Linked DNA regions of Hordeum vulgare: all the other regions are linked to region 2. A link is a contact called in public Hi-C data. All regions are on one chromosome and are shown on one strand. Each heading gives the region's core, a stretch centred on a gene start, on an enhancer-like site or on the middle of the called end of the contact. The rest is flanking DNA. Distances are from core to core; before and after follow the strand shown.

What was found. A called contact is a pair of places that touch in the nucleus more often than the background predicts.
Region 1: a Hi-C map of seedling shows a contact between it and region 2, with 4 times the contacts expected there. The contact joins the promoter of LOC123395829 here to the promoter of LOC123394953 in region 2. A contact is called at or near these places in 2 of 6 Hi-C or Micro-C datasets (leaf and seedling) and 1 of 1 datasets of contacts at active chromatin or transcription factors (embryo).
Region 3: a Hi-C map of seedling shows a contact between it and region 2, with 3 times the contacts expected there. The contact joins the promoter of LOC123451872 here to the promoter of LOC123394953 in region 2. A contact is called at or near these places in 2 of 6 Hi-C or Micro-C datasets (leaf and seedling).

The regions. Positions count from the first base shown.
Region 1 is chr5H:311,410,838-311,413,656 of MorexV3_pseudomolecules_assembly, reverse strand. It overlaps LOC123395829 (histone-lysine N-methyltransferase, H3 lysine-9 specific SUVH1-like), which reads right to left and starts at 1,398. Exons shown (of 2, transcript XM_045090864.1): 1 at 1-1,398. The coding sequence starts at 1,398.
Region 2 is chr5H:311,630,497-311,633,477 of MorexV3_pseudomolecules_assembly, reverse strand. LOC123394953 (UDP-rhamnose/UDP-galactose transporter 6-like) reads right to left here and starts at 1,283. Exons shown (of 6, transcript XM_045089858.1): 1 at 1,086-1,283; 2 at 115-336. The coding sequence starts at 244.
Region 3 is chr5H:311,865,080-311,867,779 of MorexV3_pseudomolecules_assembly, reverse strand. It overlaps LOC123451872 (protein sym-1), which reads right to left and starts at 1,268. Exons shown (of 8, transcript XM_045128419.1): 1 at 962-1,268; 2 at 770-857; 3 at 36-130. The coding sequence starts at 1,206. LOC123451873 reads left to right here and starts at 1,426. Exons shown (of 4, transcript XM_045128420.1): 1 at 1,426-1,609. The coding sequence starts at 1,515.

The DNA.
Region 1 (2,819 bases), core at 149-2,648, 220 kb after region 2:
CTCGAAGTGGCCCGGCCCCCTTTGGCCGTCGACTTCATTGACAAGGCACACAGGCAGATTTTCAGCCCCTGATGATAGATCCAGCACTATGGCCTTTTCTCTCGTGGCACGGTTCGCCTTCCACTTGTTTGTCATCTTCCAAACTGAAATCCCGTCAGGCTGCCCCGGCTCCCTCCTCAGCCTGTGCTTGAACACACTGAACCCGTTCTTGGCTCTGTCCATCCAGGAGTCCTCGATGCGATACACTCCATCGTAGATGTACACCTTGCCTCCTGAGATGGAGAAAGGGTCCCGTGCACTGCGCACCACCCTGATCTGGTTCTTCTTGCTGGCGCTGTTGCTGAGAGCAAGGTTTCCTTTCTCCAGCTTCTGGTCGTGCTTCTCCTTGCGCCGGCTGTTACCTCCTTGGCCCGTGTACACCAGGGTGTCAGTCTCATCTTCAACGTTCTCGTATCCGCCTGACGAGATGATGCTCACGGCCAGGCTCTCGTCCCTCCCGGCAAACTTAGCTGACAGGTAGTCGATGCCGGCCATCGATGGTGCATGCAGTCCCACGATGCACATCTCAATCCTGTAGAAAAAGATTTCTCCGATTTCGACACCCGGGACGGGCCCTATCGTCTTGAGTTGATTGATCCTCAGGTTGTTATGGTTCATGAGAACACTGGCCTTGAGGTCTGCGCGCCTGCCCAAGCCCTCCTTCTCATCCAGCTGCAGCATCCGGCGCCGGAGCGAGTCGAACATGGCCATGGCCGCTTCCACCGCCTCCCTTGGGTTGTCCGATGTGGAGGGCCAGCCGGCGAGCCCCTTGCTCAGGCTCCTCCTGATCGGTCTATGCTTGATGTTGGCTGCAGTGGAGTCCCCTTTTGTCTTGTGGGTAGCTGCAGTGGAGTCTCCAGCCTGCCGAGCCTTCTTGGTTGTCCTCTTGGGTGAAGATGAAGATGGCTTCCTCTTCTCGGAAGCAGGAGTGTAATCTTCATCCGAGGTTTCCTCCTTGGGCCGCCGCGCGGGAAATGCTGCCGAGATTGGCGTAGCCTTGAGAGGAACTGCAGACCCTGGCCCAGCAAATGAAGCTGGACCTGGCCCAGGGCGTTGTTGTTGTGGTGGTTGTGGTGAGGAGCAGAACCCTGGTGGCGGCCCATCAAATGAAGCTGGAGCTGGCCCAGGGTGTTGTTGTTGTGGTGAGGAGCAGAACCCTGGTGGCGGCCCATCAAATGAAGCTGGAGCCGGCCCAGGGTGTTGTTGTATTGGTGTGATGTAGACGAATGGTGGGTCGGATGATCCAGTGGTCACCACATCATACCCTGGAGGGGTAGGGAACATCGGCGCCAGTGAGTGCAATGGCTTCAGGTCCAGGGGCTGCTCCTCGGTTTCTGCTTCATCGATCAAGCTCCCCATGGTGAACTCCTGGCAGTAAGCAATAAACATGTAAATTCAGAAAACAGTATCATCTTATGAACTGAGAAAACAGGACAAAACTGTATCTTGTGAAGTGAAATGCAGCAACACGGAGACAGAAAACTTGCATATTTTGATCACTACGTTTGTTGGCTGGGTGTAATTAATATGAATGTTTATGCGATGGTGGCAGTGTAAAAATGGCATGTTGACTGACGAGAAGGATTTGCTTGATATCTTTTTTACAATTGTTATTAAAACAAGCGTGACACCGATTGAACAATTGTCCACTGTAATCTTTTCTTTTGAAGAAAAGATAGATAGAGAGAGAATAAATCTGTAAATTCAAGCAATGATAGAGTATGAAGTTTTGAACTGAAAGAACGGGATCCTGTCAAACGCAGCAAGCAGGAACAGAGCAATCTTCTTTTCTATATCGAAACAAAAGAAAGAGAGGAAAACACACTCTTTGTCGAAGTATCCATACCATGTGAATGTAGTACAGATTGTGGTTGTTTTAAGTATTAGACCGGCAGAAAACACATCTATTTCGGCATGCTACGTTGTACGTACGTTCCATCTTCCTTTCCTCCTCGCATATTATGAACCAAAAAGGCCGGCATCGACAGAAAGTAGAAACAAAGTTAAATAAGAGGAACGTTGCTGAACCCAGGAAAGAGTGGCCATTTCTCCACAGGTATGATCATCTAAAACCAAAAGCTGCTAGTACTACCCAAGAACGCCAGAAAAGGAAATCACAACAGAGATTTGCCGGGAGATAGAGACTGACCTTGAGGACGTCGTCGAAGCAGAAGCTCTTCCTCTCTCCACCGAAGCGCTCGCTGGTCTCACTTCTTTGGAGGCCACAGTCTCGTGGTGCGGTGGGGTAAAAAAGGGCACGCCACTTACCTGTGCTACCGCTTGGGGCCCCCCTCCCCTCGGAGAAGCCGTTTCCGTTCTCAGGGCCTACACGTGTGTACTGCCAGGCGGTCGTGTCACCGGTCACGCGTTGGCAAGGCTTGCCTCTTGGGCTTCTGCGCTTTCACTGTCCACCGTTGGACCGGTCTCGAGATCCGTGCTGCTTGAACCAGCTGGAGACGGTTCGACAATGCTCACCGGTGGCAGGTTTATTAACTCCGGTATCGGCCCCTCAATGTCACTTCACTTCACTTCAGCCTGGCAAAAATGTTATTCACTTCAGCGAAAGATCGAAAGTGTGAAATACACAAACTTACACGCTTTAGAACAAGTATAATAGTATAGTCACCTGCTGGCTATAAGTCATTAACATGTCATCTATAGTCCGTCTTATAGCCAACAAGTATAATAGTTTATTATAAAAGTGTATTACTTCTTTATTATATGATCCACCTTTCATACTCACAAAATGACTAAGAGCACGTGCTAGAGCTGGCCCTTAG
Region 2 (2,981 bases), core at 34-2,533:
AAACAGAGCACAACATAATCCTACTCACTGCCAAAAGTAAAGAACAAGATGCCAATAGAACGAATTAAGGATGCATGTGACTACATAATTGTTCACCAAAGCCAAAAAACATACCAAAACTGAATCCATGTGTAGCCATCAAGGCTTTGTTGACCATGATGATCCCAACAGATGAGGTGATATTGAAACTCCATGCTGCAAAGTCTAAGGCGGCCTTCTTGTCGGATTTTCTCGGAGAACCCATCCCTATCCCCACAGGTTCAAATCAACACTTGGCGAGCTAGAGTCTCTGAGGCACAAATGCCATTCACACAAGATACAGAGCCCAAGATTTAACTGCAGCAAGGAATTAAAGCCATTTCAGATGATTACACGGTGACCAAACATGGTGCTGCTTGCACCTGAGTTGAATCAAATGTTCCTAGACTAAGCAGAAATTTATCAAAACAGCGTGCACCACTACTATTTTACCTGAGCCCCACTGGTTTTGAACGCAATTAGCAATATATGATACAGGAGCCCTACTGTTTCTTTCTGCTCCACTAAAAACAAGCCCGCTCATGCCCGGATGCAGCTACTCATGAGAACCGAATGCTCTTCCTCCACAAAATAACAGCAGCAACTGCTCCAACAACGCAGCTCTAACCCCAAATCCCTCCTAGCCAAGTAATCCGGCCACGAATCCGAATTCGTGTCTCTACTTGCAAAGTTGATAGACAACAAGCACTATGCGACGTAACAACCCTACTGATCCCGAACGTTCTGCTATGAACAACCCTATTGATCCCGAACGCTCTGCTATGAACAACCCTACTGATCCCGAACGCTTTGCTATGAACAACCCTACTGATCCCGAACGCTCTGCTACACACAACCCTGCGCCCTGCTCGTAGTCCGGATGCTCCTCATCAGGGAGTGCTCCAGGAGCGCAACTCCACACCCCGGAACCCCTCCTAAATCCAGCAAACCGACCAACGAACCCGTCCCCAAATCGCAGCAGCTCGCGCCAAAAACCCGCGCCAGATCGCGCGCGCCCCCGAAAAGGCTGAGGCGGAAAGAGAGGGAGGGGGAGGCGGAATCCTTACTCGAGAAGCGCGGGGCTCGAACCCTCCACCCGTAAATGGCAGATCTCCCGGCGCTCTGATCTGAGATTTGGGGTGGTGTGTCGCCGGGGTGGGGGGTGTGGTGTTCTGTGTGAGTGCTTCGGTTTCTTCCTCGCCCCCTTTTTTCTTTTTTTTGTTCTTGCTTATTATTTTTTCCGCGACGCTCACAACTACCTTCGGGGCCAGATCTGCCCCCCATTTTATAGGCCGCCGGGCGCACGCATTTTTCTGAGCCCAGAGTTTTTATTTACGCTAATCTTAGGGTTTTATCGCTAAGTTCTCCTTGGTTGAACCGCCACGGTTTGGTTTTCATGAAAGTGACAAGAAATCCATGAAGAGAAAACAATAAAGACGTGAGAAGAATATGCAAGGTGTCATGCATAAGAAAATAAACGTCCGGTTTGGATTAGCATCATTTTCACTTCTCACTCCAAGCGACTTGGCACGGCAGTGATACTCCTTTATTGACACCAAGTTTGTTTTGTATCCGATACCATTATCTAGTAAGTTTCATGCCAAAAACTCCTTTCCTAATATACTGAAGTTAAGAATTAGCCACACAAAGAAAAGGGCAGTGCTCTGCGCTGGCGCGCCGGCCGATCCGCCAGCTGCACGCGGGCCGCACCGTTAGATCTTCATGCAGCAAAATTCTCTCGATGCAACAAATTTCGTCCACGATACAACAATTTTCGTCCACGGTTGCAATAAGAATATAGTTGTAGCAAAAAAATATTAACGTGGTCGTAACAAAAAAACAAAGTTGATGATGCGTGGTAGCAAAACAAAAAAAGGGTGTAGCAAAACAATCCGGTGAACTCGGATTGCAACTGTGACGAACGTGTATGCAACTTTTTTAGTGAACGGTTGGGATACCTGTTGTAGAAAAAATTAACACGGTTGTAGCAAAAAACAAAAACACCGGTTGTAGCGAAAAATCCGACGAACTCGAGTTGCTACCAAACGTGGATGCAACTTTTTAGTGGACAGATGTAACAAATGAAAAACTCTTGTAACAAATTTAAACACTAGTTGCAGCAAATTTAAACGAGATAAAAGTTGCATGCCTAATCGGCTCATGCGCGGGTCACGTGCGACCGGCCGAGCGCGCCGTGGCGAAATGTTTCCCCAAAGAAAATGGTGGTAAGAACATCTCCGACAACTTCCTTTGTTCCCTTTGTCTGTGTCAGGAAAGTTCGATAAAAAGGACTTGCTCTGATAACTCCACTTTTTCATCTCTTTTTTATCACCCAATACTTCCCCAAGACCACGGGGACCACGTTTCACCCCACCCGACCCCCCACCTGATGTCCCCTGTTAGTCAAGTGTTGCCCAGCCATCAGAGCAACGCCATCGACCATCGGGTCGTCATAATCTTCCCGCACTCTTCCTTTTCCCTGTGGACCAGCATTGACGCGCCACCTCCTCAGCCTGACCGCCACTCTACCCCTCTGAAATGCAGAGGGTACATAACCACATGGAAGGTGTTTCACACCCGAAACAAACAGACGTTTGTCCTTTGTTTGAAAAGAGAAACTATGAGCATGTGTGTCCCAAGAAAATACCATTAAAATGAAGAGAAAACACTTTGTTTATCATTATATGGTGCATTTTGTGCTATCTCACCAAGGATGCATGACTATATTCTCTATCAACTACCATTGTACGTCCTAAAATAGAAGGAACATGTCACAACTTAAATTTCACTAATAGTACAAATAGCATGTTGTAGTTTTATTGACATTTTTTAGATTCTATCTAATTATAACAATATTAAAGTGTATCCAATAGCTAACTCGCATTTTACAACTAATTATTTGATTGCACATGACAAAAAGGTCACTATTTCCATGCCCACATAGAATCAAGAATCCCTTTAAT
Region 3 (2,700 bases), core at 19-2,518, 230 kb before region 2:
CCATTATTTCTGTAGAATAGACAAGACAAGATTACCAGAAATGCAACGTTGGCCCCACCAGGACAAGCCCCAATAGCGTGAACACAAATGTTCTCTTCAGGTCTAGCTCTGGCACTTTATCAATTACAAGCTTGAACAAAAGAAAAAGTAGATAAAGGATTGTCAATTTACTCAATTACACGTCTGCTCATCCTAAATTTCACATCAAAACTAAGAAGGGATGGTGCTCGTGCATGATCAGAATTACACAAGCACGCATCACGCAGCACAAAGTTTGGGTTTTCTCTTTACTGCTAAACTACATCTGCACTTAACTACAAGTCTACAAGGTGAATGATTCACTGGCAGCAGACATATATGGCATGAAAGGCATGCATGTAGATAATTTACAATACAAGACATACGGCAAAATCGCGATACTGGTACATTCTCGAATGAATAATAGCTCCGGCTTGCATTACCAGACTACATTACTACTGCATACATACATATACTATTCCACCCTGGTTCAGCATGTTTAACAATCAGACTCTTTATTCTTGTGCAATATTACATTGACTGATCTAATTCCTGAAGAATTGTTGACGGTGATGTAATCAATAATCATTCACTAGTGCAAGAAGCCCCAAACAGAACTGAACAAGAGGTCACATCTTGAAACCATAGCTCGGCACTTAACCAACTAACCAGTACCGAACCCATGCTGTATTGCATAATACCACACTCTAACTCTCTAAGGCAGCAAACAATAGCGTTGGCATCGACGAACCTGGCAGATGAGGTCCCCGGCCAGGGTCAGCACAGCAGAAGTGACAGCCTTGGTCGCCACCGGATGCTTGTCAAGAGACAGAAGGTACCTGTCGCGGCCATTTCAACACACCCAGTCTCAGTATTCTACTGAAGCATCAGTACCCACACGGGAAAATTCCCAAGGAATGAAGAAGAGGTCCAACGGAATCACCATGCTACAAGTTGCAAGCCCTTCGCCCGGGCCGCCTCCACTCCTCCAGATGCTGCTGCGGGGGCGGAGCTGCAGCAGGAGGCTGCGTGGAGCGGCTGGAGCCGCGCGAGGCGGCCGCCGCCCTTCCGGGGCTCGACGGCGGCAGGGGCGGTGAACAGGGAGAGGAAGCGGCCCGGTGCAGCGGGCCTCGGGGAGACGATGGGGCGGGGGACGAGGAGGAGCGGGAGCGCGGACACCATCGCCATGGAAGAGAGGATGAGGAGGAGGAGCTTTGGGTTTTGGGAATCGTGCTAGGGTTCTAGAAAATTCCAGAGCCGGAGAGGGGCAGTGAAAGAATAAACTAAACGTGGGCTCATTTGGGCCCATCCGTCTTTCGCGTGAATGAAGTTCGGGCTGTTTCGTCCCCGGCCCGGCCCATTTAGGTGGTCTGCTTGATTGACCTAGCCACGAAGGCGAGAAGGAAACAATCCCGCCACCATCTCGCCGGCATTTCCTCCCACTTGCGGCTGCAGCGGCGGCGGCGGCCACCGCGCCCACCGGTCGTGGAGGCAAGATGTCGTACATGCGAGGCGACCTGCTGACGAAGACGCGGAAACTGGTGAAGGGGCTGGCCAAGCCCGCCCCTGCCTGGTTCAAGGCCATGGAGCAGTCAGTACTCTCTCGATCCCTAGCTCCGCCTCTCCACTTCCGCCATGTTTTTGCTCCGGCCGTTTGATGTTGGTTCGGTGAATTGCGTCGAAATGAGAGATCCAACCTTGGTGATCTACTCATCGCATTTGTCCTCCATATACGGTTGATTGTTAGTACTGTAGTTGGTAAAACTAGGTTTGGTATTCACCACAACATAATCTGTCGGTGGCTCGATATTCTGATTTACTCCCTTACAACCCATAGGAATGATACCATTTCCTTTATCATTTGATTTGTCATGGTTACTTAGATGAAAGAATGCAGAAATGTCCCAATCAATGTAGTCCCATTTCCTAGAGCGAACTTTGCTCTGTTTTGCTTTTCAACCAGACTAGCATGTTTTTCAGAGTTTATTTGCACCTTGTGTGGCAAACCCGCATACATTTTCTATGCAAGCTTCAAACTCCACACCAAAATGTTAAATCTGTGGAATCTTATTTCGGTTATGTTTGATCCAAATATCCTGCAGTTTTTATGTTGATCATTAGCTGTGAGTGGTTTGTGTGAAACACAACGAACTCTACCCTACCCTTTCACCTGGCACATTTGTGGACTGATCACACTATGCAGTGCCATAAGTGTTATTTTACATCATGCACCTTGTCTATAATTTGTTTATCATGGCGCTATTTATCGATGTGCTCCATTTAATAGTTAGGTGAACAGATTTTCTTGGCTTGATTGTTGTCTTCCTTCATGATCTTCATGAAATATCCTACCTGGGGAAGGCAGAAGATATTTGTGGCTGAAGGATTCCTACATTAAGTTTGTCTCATTGGGTCCAATTGCTGTTTGCTGTAAACTTGAATATTTGTGAACTGGAGATGCTTGTCTTAGAGGGTGCTTGGATACGTTTTAGTCCCATGACTAAAAGTAGTGGGACTAAAACTTGCTAGCCTCACCCATGCTTGGATCCAAATACTAAAGAGACTAAAATCAAGTTAATGAGCATTTATTATCCTCCAAACCCTCCAATCCAGAACTCGCCTGTGTTAAAGGAGAGGAGTTAAATGAGGAGAGAGAGGACTAATCCACATTTTAGTAGGGGT